3 separate regions of the Mus musculus genome follow, and regions 1 and 3 are each linked to region 2. Evidence: chromatin contacts called from public Hi-C and HiChIP or PLAC-seq data. All regions are on one chromosome and are shown on one strand. The core of a region is the stretch at or near the end of the contact, and the rest is flanking DNA. Distances in the headings are between cores, read along the strand shown.

Evidence for each region. A called contact is a pair of places that touch in the nucleus more often than the background predicts. HiChIP or PLAC-seq counts read pairs in DNA pulled down with a chosen protein or histone mark.
Region 1: a contact with region 2 is called in an H3K4me3 HiChIP or PLAC-seq map of embryonic limb bud, with 4 times the contacts expected there. The contact joins the enhancer-like site here to the promoter of Triqk in region 2. A contact is called at or near these places in 4 of 484 Hi-C or Micro-C datasets (adipose-derived mesenchymal stem cells, cerebellar granule neurons and uterus), 2 of 115 datasets of contacts at active chromatin or transcription factors (cardiomyocytes and embryonic limb bud) and 1 of 9 other capture datasets (liver).
Region 3: a Hi-C map of olfactory sensory neurons shows a contact between it and region 2, with 1.7 times the contacts expected there. The contact joins the enhancer-like site here to the promoter of Triqk in region 2. A contact is called at or near these places in 2 of 39 promoter capture datasets (embryonic stem cells and hippocampal neurons), 1 of 484 Hi-C or Micro-C datasets (olfactory sensory neurons) and 1 of 115 datasets of contacts at active chromatin or transcription factors (stem cell-derived neural progenitor cells).

Annotation. Positions count from the first base shown.
Region 1 is chr4:13,240,159-13,244,812 of GRCm38.p6, reverse strand. No RefSeq gene overlaps it. Among named protein-coding and RNA genes, the nearest start is that of Gm46880, 40 kb to the left of the region's middle. Within about 2 kb of position 2,577, at least 54 of the 459 cell types and tissues checked have an H3K27ac peak or open chromatin away from gene starts, as enhancers often do. A contact at or near this core is called in adipose-derived mesenchymal stem cells, embryonic limb bud and uterus, where this site is marked.
Region 2 is chr4:12,904,302-12,908,769 of GRCm38.p6, reverse strand. It overlaps Triqk (triple QxxK/R motif containing), which reads right to left and starts at 1,933. Exons shown (of 5, transcript NM_001171801.1): 1 at 1,832-1,933.
Region 3 is chr4:12,575,594-12,579,832 of GRCm38.p6, reverse strand. No RefSeq gene overlaps it. Among named protein-coding and RNA genes, the nearest start is that of Triqk, 330 kb to the left of the region's middle. Within about 2 kb of position 1,557, at least 2 of the 459 cell types and tissues checked have an H3K27ac peak or open chromatin away from gene starts, as enhancers often do. A contact at or near this core is called in olfactory sensory neurons, where this site is marked.

The DNA of each region.
Region 1 (4,654 bases), core at 1,328-3,827, 340 kb before region 2:
ATCATGGATGCCAAGAAGTGATTGCTGACAGGAGGCTGTTATAGATGTCTCCTGAGAGGCTCTGCCAGAGCCTGACAAATACAGAGGCAGATGCTTGCAGTCAACCATTGGACTTAGCACGGGGTCCCAATAGAGGAGTTTGAGAAAGGACTGAAGGAGCTGAAGGGGTTTGCAACCCCATAGCAAGAACAACAATATCAACCAACCAGATCCCCTAGAGCTCCCAGAGACTAAACCACGAACCAAACGGTACACATGGAGAGACCTATGGCTCCAGCCGCACATGTAGCAGAGGATGGCATTGTCTGGCATCAATAGGAGGAAAGCTCTTGGTCTTGTGGAGGCTGGTTCTGTTATAAAAATAAACTGAAATAATACATTGAATGGGGTGCATGGACATATACTAATAAGAACTGACCAAACGCAGGTCTCTAGAGTAATACATTTCTAAGTAAACAAACTTACCCGGATTAGCAGCATCTGCTAGATTATGAATTCATGTGGGTAATTTGTGAATGTTCTGGAGTAATGAAGGTAGGATGCTTGAGAGACTAGGACATTGTCCATGGTTCTGTCATTATTCTGGAAAGTATAACTATTGTAAGATGCATGGAAGAAGAATTGCCTTCCCAGGCAGTAAAAAAAAACTCATTTCTTTAAAAAACATTAGTGTCTATTAATTGTACAAAATAATGGGTTTCGTTGTGACATTGAATGTCATGCACTCTGTACACATTCACTCCTATTACTGTCTCCTCTCTCTCCTTTCCTCCCTCACTGCTCCTTTTCCTCTTCCCAATAATATTTACTCAACTTCACTTCTGAACGACTCTAGACTGGATACGGAGGCAAAGACAGAAGCTTGTCTTTCTGGGTCTGGCTTACTATACCTAACACAATACCCTCCATATCCAGCCTCGAGTTTGGAATCCAGCAGGCTGAGAGGGCAGGAGAAAAGCATGAAAAAGACTCCCTGGCTCATTAGCCAAGAGAGAAATTAGAGACTGAAGGAACAGGAGAAACTGGTTAGGAAGAGGCAATGCGGTAGAAGCCTGAGGAAGAGGAAGAGGCCCAGGAAACTTCATGTTTCCTTGTGGGTTTAAGTTCTCAGTCCAGCATTTTCCCCTGTGCCACAGCCTGGTGCCATACGCATCCTTCCTTTCCTGCTGAGAATGGGTTTAATTTTCCTTTTAGGAAAACATGTGGAGCATAATAGCTATTTAATCAAGGCCTCGGCTGTAGTTACTTAGTAGAACTGTCAAAAAGCTTTTACCAGCATCAGGGAGCTGCTCTCCACCCCTTCCATCTTGTACCTCACCTCCCGAAGGCTCAGCCAGCCCTGGGGCTCTGAACAAGAGGAAATAATGGCTCTCACAGAGCACTGCCCAAACAGCCGCCTGCCTGCTATGGGCAGTGAGCCTGCTGGTGTGGATAAGTTACTGTGAATCGATGTATGTTTAACATCAATTGAAACCTAAAGGAATTTTAATTGTGTTTTTGTTTTAAACACCAGATATAAGAACATTCAAAATTTGTACAAATCTAGGTTATTGAACCTGGTATTAGAATTTTTGAGAAGTTGAATCTTTTAGGTTAACTTTCTAACACTAGTGATAACATGATTTGCTATTTATGCTCCATATACTATCTATTTATATAATAGCATATTATTTAGAAAGATTAACTCATCTGTGTCTCTCTGTATATCCATGCCTGTGTGTCTATATATATGTATGTCTTTATGTGTCTGTTTGTGTGTGTATTCGTGTGTCTGTGTGAGTATATATGTATGTAGTATGTATGTCTTGGTGTGAATGTATGAATCTCTGTGTGTATCTATGTTTGGGTATCTTTTTCTGCTTTTCTCTGTGTCTCTCTCTGTCTTTTCCTCTCTGTGTGTCTGTGTCTTTGTGTGTTTTTCTCTGTGTGTGCCTGTGTGTATGTCTTTGTTTGTGTCTGTGTATCTCTGTGTTTATCCGTGTGACTCTATGTTTGTCTGTGTCTCTATGTGCCTGTATGTCTGTGTATCTTGAGTGTGTGTGTCTATGTGGTTTTTTTGTCTATGTCTGTGTGTGTCTGTGTTTGAACTCAAATTTATTTCTGTAACTGTCAGGCTCTCCCAGAAGTGAAGATCTTGAAAGGAAACAGAGCTTGAGTCCCAACCCACAGTGGTCATAGGGCGAGCACGGTTCCCTTAACTCCTTTAAAGTTGAACACACTTTTGAGGAAAGTGGGGCTGGGGAATGCCCAGGCTGGAGAAGTCTTTTATAAACAAACCATTTAAACTTCAGTGACAATTAGCCCCCTGCCCTGCTTTAACTTCTGGGTCTCACAGACTGGGCTTGCTAGATGATTAACTTTCAGGCTTCCCAGCCGTACCACGCTGGCCTGGGGACGTTCTAGCCTCACATGTGTAGTGTGTGGGGAAGTTGAGCCGCCATGGCCGATTTGATGAAGTATACATAAGTCCTGGCTCTGCATATCTGCAATATCGCGGACGGTCAAGGAGGCGCCTGTTATAAAAATACACAGTGAAACACAAGCGAAGGACTGCTCTTTCTCAAAGACCAACGTAATGCATTCCTTCTGTTTAGGCTCATTTTCCAGCCTCTCACATTCTTTGCGAACAAGAGTTATAAAACAACCCTGATGCAGGCCAATTATTTTTACTTTGAAGGCCATTAATCAAGATTGACTAAGAAAATGAAGACAGCTAAGCAAAATTTCATATGTGACTAGAGCAAGTTTAAAATAAAACCAGATGGGATGGACAGAGACACCGAGCGTTTCTTTAAAAAAAAAAATTGGACTCATGTAATAAATGTCTTACAAATTACAGCACTCTTATTTTCTTACAGTAAATCAACTCAGGCCGTAGTGTACAAGTGGTCTCTTTGCTGAAATGTCAAAAATAGAACCTGCCTTGTTCTTGTGGAGTAATCCCGCAAATCTAAAGCAGCAGTGTGGGCTAACAGTCTATAAACCATCTACCTGTGTTCAGTCAGACCAAGGCCTGATGGATGTGTTTCTCAGGGTCTGGGAGCAGAGCACACAGGGAATCCATGGAACTCCTGATGCGGGAATTAGCATTTCATATTGCCCTCGTGCAATCCGATGGCCTGGAAGCTAAGGAAAGATGTGCAAGAGTCCAGATTCTCCGTAACAGAAAAATCGGAAAGGCAAAACATTCTACCTGTTTCAATATTTAAAAATTGTCTTTCCCAGAGATCTCTCAGTGGGAGAATTATTTTTCTCATATAAAATACAGTTTTGAAATTCATGCTTTCTGAAGAGAATAGTAAAATATCTATACTTGGTATGGGAAACTGAATTCTCTTCTGAATTTTATGTGATTTTTTTTCCTTTTTTTCAAAGAAAGGTCCTCTCTCTCTTCTGCACACAGCAGCAGTATCTTGCCACAGTGACAAAATGGCTGAAAATAACCATCTGTTCCAGGATCTCTCTCAAAACACACACCATAATCCCAAAGAATTCTCGCCATTTAGCACTGTCAGGTTGAAAAGTCGGCAGAGGAAATGAAACTAAACTTGCTTTTCACAACACGCAGCAAACCATTTCCACAATGAATTTGGAGAAAACATATATGCTCTTCTCAGACCAGCTCCAAAATAATCTGGGAAGAAAATGAAGTCAGTTGTCTTAATACATTTTTTTAAGAAGGCAATTTGGTTGAAGTTCAAAGAGGACTCTAAGATTATTTTCCTGAAAACAGTCAAAATAGGTCAACCCGTGAGAATCAAAGCGGACATTCATTCCATTCTTCCTAAGTCTCCAAACAAAGCAGGAAATGCTTGTCTAAAAGTCCTCAGAAAAACACAGCTCCCCAGACATGGTCATTCCTTATTTGGTGCAGTGGATGTAAGATCCTGAACACTGTGCGTCTGTCAGTGGGCTCTTTGTTTAATTGCTTCCCATTTGAAGCCTCCTGGTGAATCCTTCTTTCAATAAAGCCTCAGCCTGAGCTATGTGGACAAACACCAGGGAAGCGCGCCAGGAGAAAAGAAATACCGCGGGAATTTACTTTTGCGAGTCTAGGACTGTGTGTGTTTCTTGACCAATGACTTTCGCTGCGACAAGCTCTCTCCCATATCTTTATAGTAAATCCAGGAATAAAGGACTCTACACATGAGCGTGTTTTTGATGAGAATTGTCTGTTTCTTTCTCAATAAATCCAATACCTTTTACTGTCTCAATATCTAAATTTCTGTTGAGTATAACTTTTACTCCTACCCTGAACCTTAAAGTCCCTAGGTTTAAGTATTTTAGAGTCTTTGAATGTCTCAGTGCCCTTGGCTGCCTCCCCTAATAGTTTTCTAATTACTTTTTTTTGAAAGCCAGGATCATTTCTGCCAAAGACCTCATTTTCACTGTGCTCTATACACATAGCTTCTTATCTTTTAGGTTTCTGCTTAATGTCACCTCCTCAGACGAACATATTTACACTCTTTCTAAATCCCTGCAGGCATTCTTTGACACATTAGCCTTTTAGATTTCTGCTCTTGGTCAGATACTTGACCACTGTTTATCAACAGTGGAACATCAGCCTCATGAAGCAAGGAGTCCTGTCACTCTGGCCATGGCTATATTTCTGACATTAAATATGTACTAGGCACTCAACAACTTATAAAGCAAG
Region 2 (4,468 bases), core at 684-3,183:
CATTTATCTCAAAGTACAATTTAACACTGTCCTATAGCACTACGTTTTCTTCTCCTGAATGTTCTTTCATAGACATGATCAAGGGCTTACATTGAAACAAAGTAACAAGTTATTCAACATTCGATGTTTCTGTTGATTGTTAGTAAAAATGAGATAAATTGTGATGACCTTATTTGGATAGTGAAATGGGGTTAAAGGCTATTTGAAAGAAAGAGTTAAAAAAATAAACTAAAAAACAAAACAAAAACTCTGCTCCAAGTTTTCCTTAGTGAGACATGGGGGAAAGTAATTATTGTGTCCTAAATTAAAGGAAAATGGTGGTCTCGATAAAGCTTCCACTTCCTATTTAAATGCTGCCCAATCTACAGGATTACTCAAAGCTTTCTCTGGCATCTCAAAATGGTGACATCAAAAACTGGACATTATTAGATTTAACACGAACATTTCCTAATATCTCCAAGAGCCCCTACAAAACCACAACCCCTTCTCTGTGTATTCTTGGGTGGTGGGGGACTAATACTAAGGGCAGATAAACTATGCAAGGCCCTTTGTGTGCTACCTAAGCAGTAACAATGAATTAATCGAGGAAAGATGGATGGACATAATCCTCACCACTCTACTAGCCAAAGAAATGAGGAAAGTCAAGAACATTTAAAAATACCCTAAGATAAGAACAAACGGACATTATAACCAATAACATCTTGGATTACTGCAGATCACTATTGTAATTATACTTTTAAATCAATCCTGCTAGGATAGATACTAGATTGAGAACTTTATAGATGAGATGATTGAAGGTTCTCAACTAAGGGAAACGAAGGGGCTTCCTTACTGAGGGCCACTGTTAACAGCAGGCCAAGAGAAACTCTCTTCCTGAGGATTTACACTGGAACCCTGGCATGGAAAATTAAAGCCAGCTCCCTTCTTGTCTGTGTTTTCCTATAGAATGTTTGTTCTTCTGAATCATGTGGGGCCAAAAGATATGAGGGAAGAAGATGTTTGCAGTATTTATCTGTGTTATCTTGTAGTTGATCATTAAATATGGACTCAATAGTAAGTGCTTAGAAGTTTAACATACTTCACAATAGACTGCAAGGAAAATCACATATGAAAGTCCTTGCTGTAATGAGTTGCAACTTCCAGAGGAAGTTCATTACATTAGGTTAAGTGAAAGACAGCATATCACAGAGCATATCCACATACAACATCGTTTGGGTTCGGGGATTCACTAAACATCAGAAAAAGTAACCCCACTTCACCACTACCACTAACCAATAAAGCAACTCTACAAATATTTTGGCTTACAAGACTGTTCCCATAAAAGGGAAACAGGAAAGAGTAAATCGGAGTTAAAACACAGGAGGCGGCGGCGGCCTAAGCAGGATTAGTAGAAACTAGAGTCACCTGTAACTACAAGGAGGCCTCTCAAATTAGTGGACAGCACAGCAAGCTAATTAATCCCCAGCCTAGGGTAAACCTGGGGAAGTGGGTGGGACTGAGAGTTTCTGCAAGGTCCTGGAGCACTAGGACACGCTGGCAGGGCGCACCCGCGTTGCTCGGCAACCCAGGCGGCCACGCCCACCCCAGTCTGGCCATTCTCTCTGGGCCGGAGAAGCCAAAACAGTCGAAAAGGAGGTCTCCCTGCTGGGCTCGGAGCCCAGATCCCCTGGAGGAGCCTCCGGATGCTCAGGCCCAGCGCCTGGGGCTGTTCCCCAGGCCAGATCTACAGTCTCCACGGGGCTGGGAGACGCTGGGAAAGCGCGTTTCCAGCCCTGGGCCCGCATCAAGAGAACTGTGACCCCGAACCCCCAAGCCCTCGCCGGAAACACACCTCAGCATTGCCCAGCGAGGGCGGCCCAACTGCGGGTCCGGCCGGGTGGGCAGCTGTCCACGCTGCTGTCACTCAGAGGCAGGGGCGGGACGAAGAGCCGCACACCCCTACTCCAGGAGGGCCAGACGAGGAGGGGCGGGGCCAGCCTTCAGTCTACACTCTGATTGGCTAGGCCTTCCCTGCGAGCCTCCAGGACTGTGTGTGCTCTTAGGTCCATCATTTCTACACCTTAGAGCTTCAGTACTTCCTAGGATGCAGACATTAACAGAAAGGAGCCTGACTTCTTTTCACAAACATAAAACGAAAACCAAAAGTTATTTTAATGAGTGACCACTTCCACCTTTTACACACAAACACCTAAATCTAGTCATATCCTTAGGAAAACATTCCAACAGTGAAACACATTCAAAGAGATTCAAGGAGCAGGACTTAGGGTAGGATAAGATACTTTTATTTTAATTTTTAACTTTTAACAAGAGAGTCAATTTAGGGAAAGCAATTGCTGAAAGGTGACAAACGACTGTGATTGCAGGCCTGTTTCGGGAACTTAGTTTTCGCATCTGTAAAACAGGAGCAGACAATATTGAGTTATTTAACATTTGGAATGGTTTTGATCACCGACTGCTCTCTAAATTATGCTTTTACAATCCCGACAAAACCTCCTGGGAAGTAGTATTATTATCCATAGTCTGCTTCCAGACTAGAAGCAGGTGAGTTTATTTAATAAATGAACAAGCCACTGAACAAAGAGTGATTCTCTTTATACTGACATAAACTAAATTTAAAACCCAGACAGTAGGAGTCAGAGGGGATGGAGGACTGCGGGAGAACATGGCCCACCAAATCAGTTAAGCGGGCCTCACATAGGTTCACAGTTAGTCTGTGTGGAGCGCATAGGGCCTGCGGCATGGGTCCATGCCAGGTCCCCTGCATTTGTTATGACTTGCTGTGTTCTCCTGAGACTCCACACAGTGGGAGCCAGCATGTCTCTCATTCTTTTGCCTGCTTTTAAAACTATTTTCCTCCTATTGGGTTTTTTTGTCCAACTTCAAATTAAGAGATTTCACCTTGTGTTACTGTATACTGTTTTTTCCAGTTTGGCTGTTGTCTCTCGGAGGCCTGCTCTTTTCTGAAGAAGAAATGGAGGAAGAGATCTAAGGAAGGAAGGGGAAGCTGTGGTTGAGATGTACTACATGACAGAAATTAAAAAATAAAATATTAAAATAATAATAATAATATCCCTTCAAGTGTTACAAAAGTTTGTAAAAGGCAAAACATCATACAAAAAGAATGTAGGCACATATAAATAGATATCTCTGAAGTCTCCCATGATATCTTATTGAGAAATGAAACCCAAAATGTGATTTTATTTTCTGTACTGCTAGATCATTTTCTGGTATTCAGGATCTTTAAAATGAAACAAAGATAGAATTCAATGACATTAAATAAATGTTCTTAATGAGGATTGTATATGTGTGTTGCTTGGAGGAGAGAGGAAATAGTGAAGTCCCAACATATATGCTTCCTTGTTCAAATAAAATGGACACCATGTTGTGACAAAATTTTTGGAATAGAAGGAATATATTTTGTGGCAAATGATTTTATTTTCTAATCTTGCTGAATTTCCAAATTCTTCTTAAAGCTTGAACTATGAATAACTCCACCCCAAAGATTTCTTGATTGTGTGTGACCTATGCTCCCATTTAAGTTTCTTTAATCTTTTAAAAATGTTTTATTCTGAAAGAGTTATGATTGTGTAGTAATAAGTATATTGTATAAATAAATACTGTTAGCTTTAAATAAATGTGGAGAATAGATGTGAGTCGTTTTTCAAATGCATATTCACATAGAGAAAATGCCCTTGTTTGAATTTCTCACATGCATAAAATATACATTTAAGTAAATGTATTGTAGGCATGTAAATGTGTTATCTTTGAAATAAACACAGCTGTATGCTCCACATATGTATAGCTGCAGATGTTTGAGGCATTTATTCTGATTGCTGGAACTCTGCACCTTTCTATTTTGTCACACATCCAGTAGAAAACACTGTGCTCTATAAGCAAAGAACAGCCAATAATGAGAATCTGCCGCTGAATTTCTTACTGTGAATATCCTTAGGAGATGAGCTTGCTTAGGTTACATTATTGCATAAGCATTTACTGCTATATGAAGTGGCACTGGCCACTTTAGAGTATATAATAACTACTACAAAGTAGCCTTACAAAGTAGCTTTTAAAATAATTATGCTAAAAATATTGTCTCCAACTAACTTAATACTTCCTACATTTTGACTAGAAGAGTTTGTACCTGTTTATCTAGACCTCCATTACTTATTTTGTATATTATATTTCTGCTCCAACCCTTGTAATTCCTGCATAGATACAAGGTATGTGTATATATATATATATATATATATATATATATATATATATATGTGTGTGTGTGTGTGTGTGTGTGTGTGTGTGTGTGTATACACAAGGTGTGCATATGTAAGGTATGCATATATATATATATATATATATATATATATATATATGTATATATATATATATGCCACCAACATCCAAACTGCCAAATAAATAACATTTTAGAGACAGGCAATATATACATTGAAAGGCACTGCTCATGTTCTCA
Region 3 (4,239 bases), core at 308-2,807, 330 kb after region 2:
CAACACAATGGCCTGTGACCCCAGCTCCAGGGAATCCAATGCTCTCTCCTGGCCTCCTCAGGCACCTGAGCACAAACCTGCACATGCGCACACACATGCGCGCGCACGCGTGTGCGCGCGCGCACACACACACACACACACACACACACGTACTCGTTAAATGGAATTCTACTAATTTCCTAGCCCACAGAAACTGGGCAGAAGAAGTTGCTCTTGTTCAGTGTTTATGTTTAAATAGTTTAGTAGAGCTGCATTACATGGCACCATGTAACTACAAACTCACCTGGATAGCATGAGTTAGCTGCATGGCCTAAGAGGCAGTCTCGCATACTGATTAGGAGTAGAATTAGTGGAGTTAGACAGATCTGAGTTTGAACCCTACATAAGCAATTTCCCAAGTTATGTTTCCTTTCTAAATCTCAGTTTCCTCCCCTGAAGAATACATAATGAAATTTCTTGTCTGTCACCTCGCTCAGGGTCACACATCATAGAAATACATAACACGGGATCCATGTGTAGATCCTAAATCCTGAGTGACAGAATAGGTGTACACCTGTTTGTTCTGAGTGTGTGTGTGGCGGAGGGGGTTATGTGTAGCACACGCTTCAGTTAAAAAAAGAAACCCACTTGCATTAAGCACCGACGATATTGGCTGCTTGGTGAGACAGGCACTTCACGTGTTCTCATCTGTCTGTAAATACAATGCCTTCCTTGATATCACTTGGGACCACACTACTGACAAGCTCCTTGTCAGATGCTGGGAACCTTGGTCCAGAGGCAGAGTGCACACTTGTCACATGCTGTGTGCCATCCTAGGTTCAATCCCTCGCATTGCCAAACCAGAATTTTAAAAATAATAAAATCTTTCTGCTTTCAGAAGAATTGGTCCAAGATGAGTATTGTATGATAAAACCCACTGAATTATATTTACTTTTATTGTAGCAAATTATCCTTCTCACAAAAGTCGAAGATATCTAATTAACTAAAAGCCAATGAAAACAGTGTGCTATGCATAAACGCTGAGCTGTCCTTTTTTTATTTCAGGAAAGGGTTACTAGCATGCGGAGGGAGTAGAGAAACTGAGGTTTAGAGAGTGGTTTTGCTTGTGGGAAGCAGGCTGCATGTATGTGCCCATTTCCTGGTCAGTTCCTCTCTCGTCTTCTATAATCAAGACTGTATTATGACTTACAAGACCACAAGAAAACAAAATTAATTTTTTTTATTTATTCAGCCAGCTCACTGTAATGAAGAACTGAAAACATCACCAAGGCACAAGTGTTTTCTAAAAGCATCCAAAGTCTCCTGGCTTGGACCATCTCCTTGTACAAATACACCCTTCTCTTGCCTCTCTGCTCTCCTGCAGTTCTGAGAAATCATGTGGACCCTGCCTATTATCATCCCACAGTCTCGCTCTCCATTTTTGCCAATTCCAATTTGTTCTGAGGCCTGCAATAAATGAAATAAATAATAAATGAAAAGGCCAGAGGCAACAGTACCATCACCCTGCAGACCCAGGGGAGAACCCAGAGGTTATAGGGCGTCACTGCAGAGAAGATGGAAAACCATGTCTCACGGGCCCAATTATTTACTGTAGTTGCTCAGATGAGATGATGTACGGCTGTGACAAGGCTGTTCTGGAAACAGTAGCCAGCTGATATAAATTTAGATCTATTACAAAAAAGAAAAATCTCTGATCCAGAGTCCAACTTAAAAAGAAAAGAAAAGAAATTAAATTGCTCCTCTGCACTTTATCCATAGAAATAAGTATTTGATATTTAGTAATCATTGGATTTTCTAACATTGAACTAGTAGTTTAAAAAACTAAGACTATAAATTTTTGTAGTTCAGATTCATTAAGGGCATGCCAAGTTATTTTAGTCACATCATAGGTATAAGACGGAACTTTAAAGGCCAGCTTTCAGATCTGGTACACTATACACCTAAGCTATGTATCCAGTTATCGTGACTATGCAAAGAGGTGTGCATGCTAAGCTAAGCTCATGAAATTAGGATCAAGATTTCAAATTTCAAACCAACACATACTGAAATGAAAACTGTAAATGTCAAAGGGCAGCGTTGGTTCCAATGCATGATCAGAAATAAATGAATAAAATGAGATACGTAAAGTGTGAACTAACATTCCTGCTCCCATGGATAAGTGTTGAAAGGAAATTCATTAATTCCAGGGAGAGTCTACCAGATGGGCTTCCTAGGCTTGAGCTATAAGAAAAGAGGAGTTAGTTGGTGAATAAAGACTAAAGAATCAGGTTTCTTCATGGCAAAGGCAGTTAAAAACAAAGGGTTTTAAGTTGTATCAGATCAGTTAAATAAAACGGAGTGATTAGGATAAATATATCCATAGTGCTATTCACAAATATATAGCTTCTACTATGTATCATGTACGTTATAAAATATAATTATAAGTCAAATTATAGAGAGTAACATTAAGTAAATATAGTTAAACTTTCCTTAATATTATTTCCAATATATTACCACTGGTGACAGTAACATTATGGAGATGTAGAAACAAGGATAAAGTCTAAACAACTAGAACTGGATTCCAGTGTTGTGACATACACAACTATAATGCTAGTACTCTGAGGATGAGGCAGGAGGATCAAGAGACTGAGACCAGCCTGGACGACATAGCAGAACCATTTCTCAAAAGATAAAAAGAAAGAAGAGAAAGAAAGGAAACAAAAGGGGAGGGAGAGGAGGGAGGAGAGTCGAGGAGAGAGAGGGGGAGAGAGAGAGAGAGAGAGAGAGAGAGAGAGAGAGAGAGAGAGAGAGAGAGAGAGAGAGAGGTGGATCACTGAGAACTGTATATATTTCATCCTTGCCTTTCCAGTACCTGATGCTAAAGAAAACACCAAATGGATCTTAAAGGTATTTGTTTAATTGTCCCCAGACACTCAACAATTTCTGACTGTTCCTGTTATTGTCAAAGGATGTCCTGTACCCACAAGGGATCACTGTTCTCCATCACTCCTCTGCTTTTTTAACTCATCAGGGATACCAAGATGGTCTCACAGTTTGTCCCCCTATGGGCCAGTGATGCTCAGAGTGGAATAGCCTGGGATGAGTAACTGTTTACAACTCTGGTTACATTTGGTGTGTGATGATTTTATTAATTTGCAAAGTTTTCATAACAAACTTTTAAAAAATTAAGAAATGCAAGTATTTCACTCTTAGGGTTTCTACTGGTATTGGGATGCTGCATCTTATAAGTACTAAGATGATGGATGATTGACAGCCACCAAACTAAGAGGCAAAGATCCCTAGTTGCAAAGTCCATAGTAATCCATGGACCAGTCCCTATCCCTGGCACCCATTCTTCTGAAGAATGCACAACAGAGGAAGCTGATTGGGAAAAAAGCGTCTCTAAACCATACTTGGTAGAAAGGCAAAGAGACGAGGTTTAGTAAGTTATCCTTCTGCCATATCAAAATTGGCAGATATATCCTGGGAAGCACCATTTCAGGTAATCCTTAGCCACCAATATAATGCTAAACATTAATGAGCTGGTGCTTAGGTCCAACCCCTACTACTTAATATTTGATGGAACCAAATGTTGAACAGGAAGCACAGTGGGTGGGGAGTCAGTGGAAAGCCGTGGGATAGTTGGAAAAAATAAAACTAAGGCAAGGCATAGAGTGTGCTGTGGGCTTTGGGAAAGAGTCAAGATTTGGGGCTTGATGGAGCAAGGTGATTATTGATGCAATTAAAGTCCACATGGGGCCAGACAAAGAAGGATGCTGTATTGCTATTATGAGATAGATACAATTGATTGAACCTAGGAGCTACTCAAAGTATTTTAAACAGGGTAACTAAGTAGAATGGACTGAGCTTAAGGAAACTAATCTCATAGAAATGAGCACTAGATTGGAGGCATGGGGATTTAAATGTAAGAAAACCAGTTCAATAATTATAGGCTCAATAATTTACTAATTTTGACACCTTATTAAGGCATTTAAAAGGCCTCAGGCAGTGAGAGACCTAGTGGTAGGTTTAAAAGGAAATTCTTGGGTATACGTGCACATAAAGATATGTGGCTGCCTGTTCAGAGATTAATGCATTTTCACAGCCCTGTCAAAGTCATCATAAATCAGCACACACATGACAAAATTTTGACATGCACTCCCAAGCCTTATTCCCAACTCTTCCTTTACATCTCATCCATTATGACCAAAAAGATAAATCATGGGCATTTTTCAACCACCAAATTTAATTTTTCACATA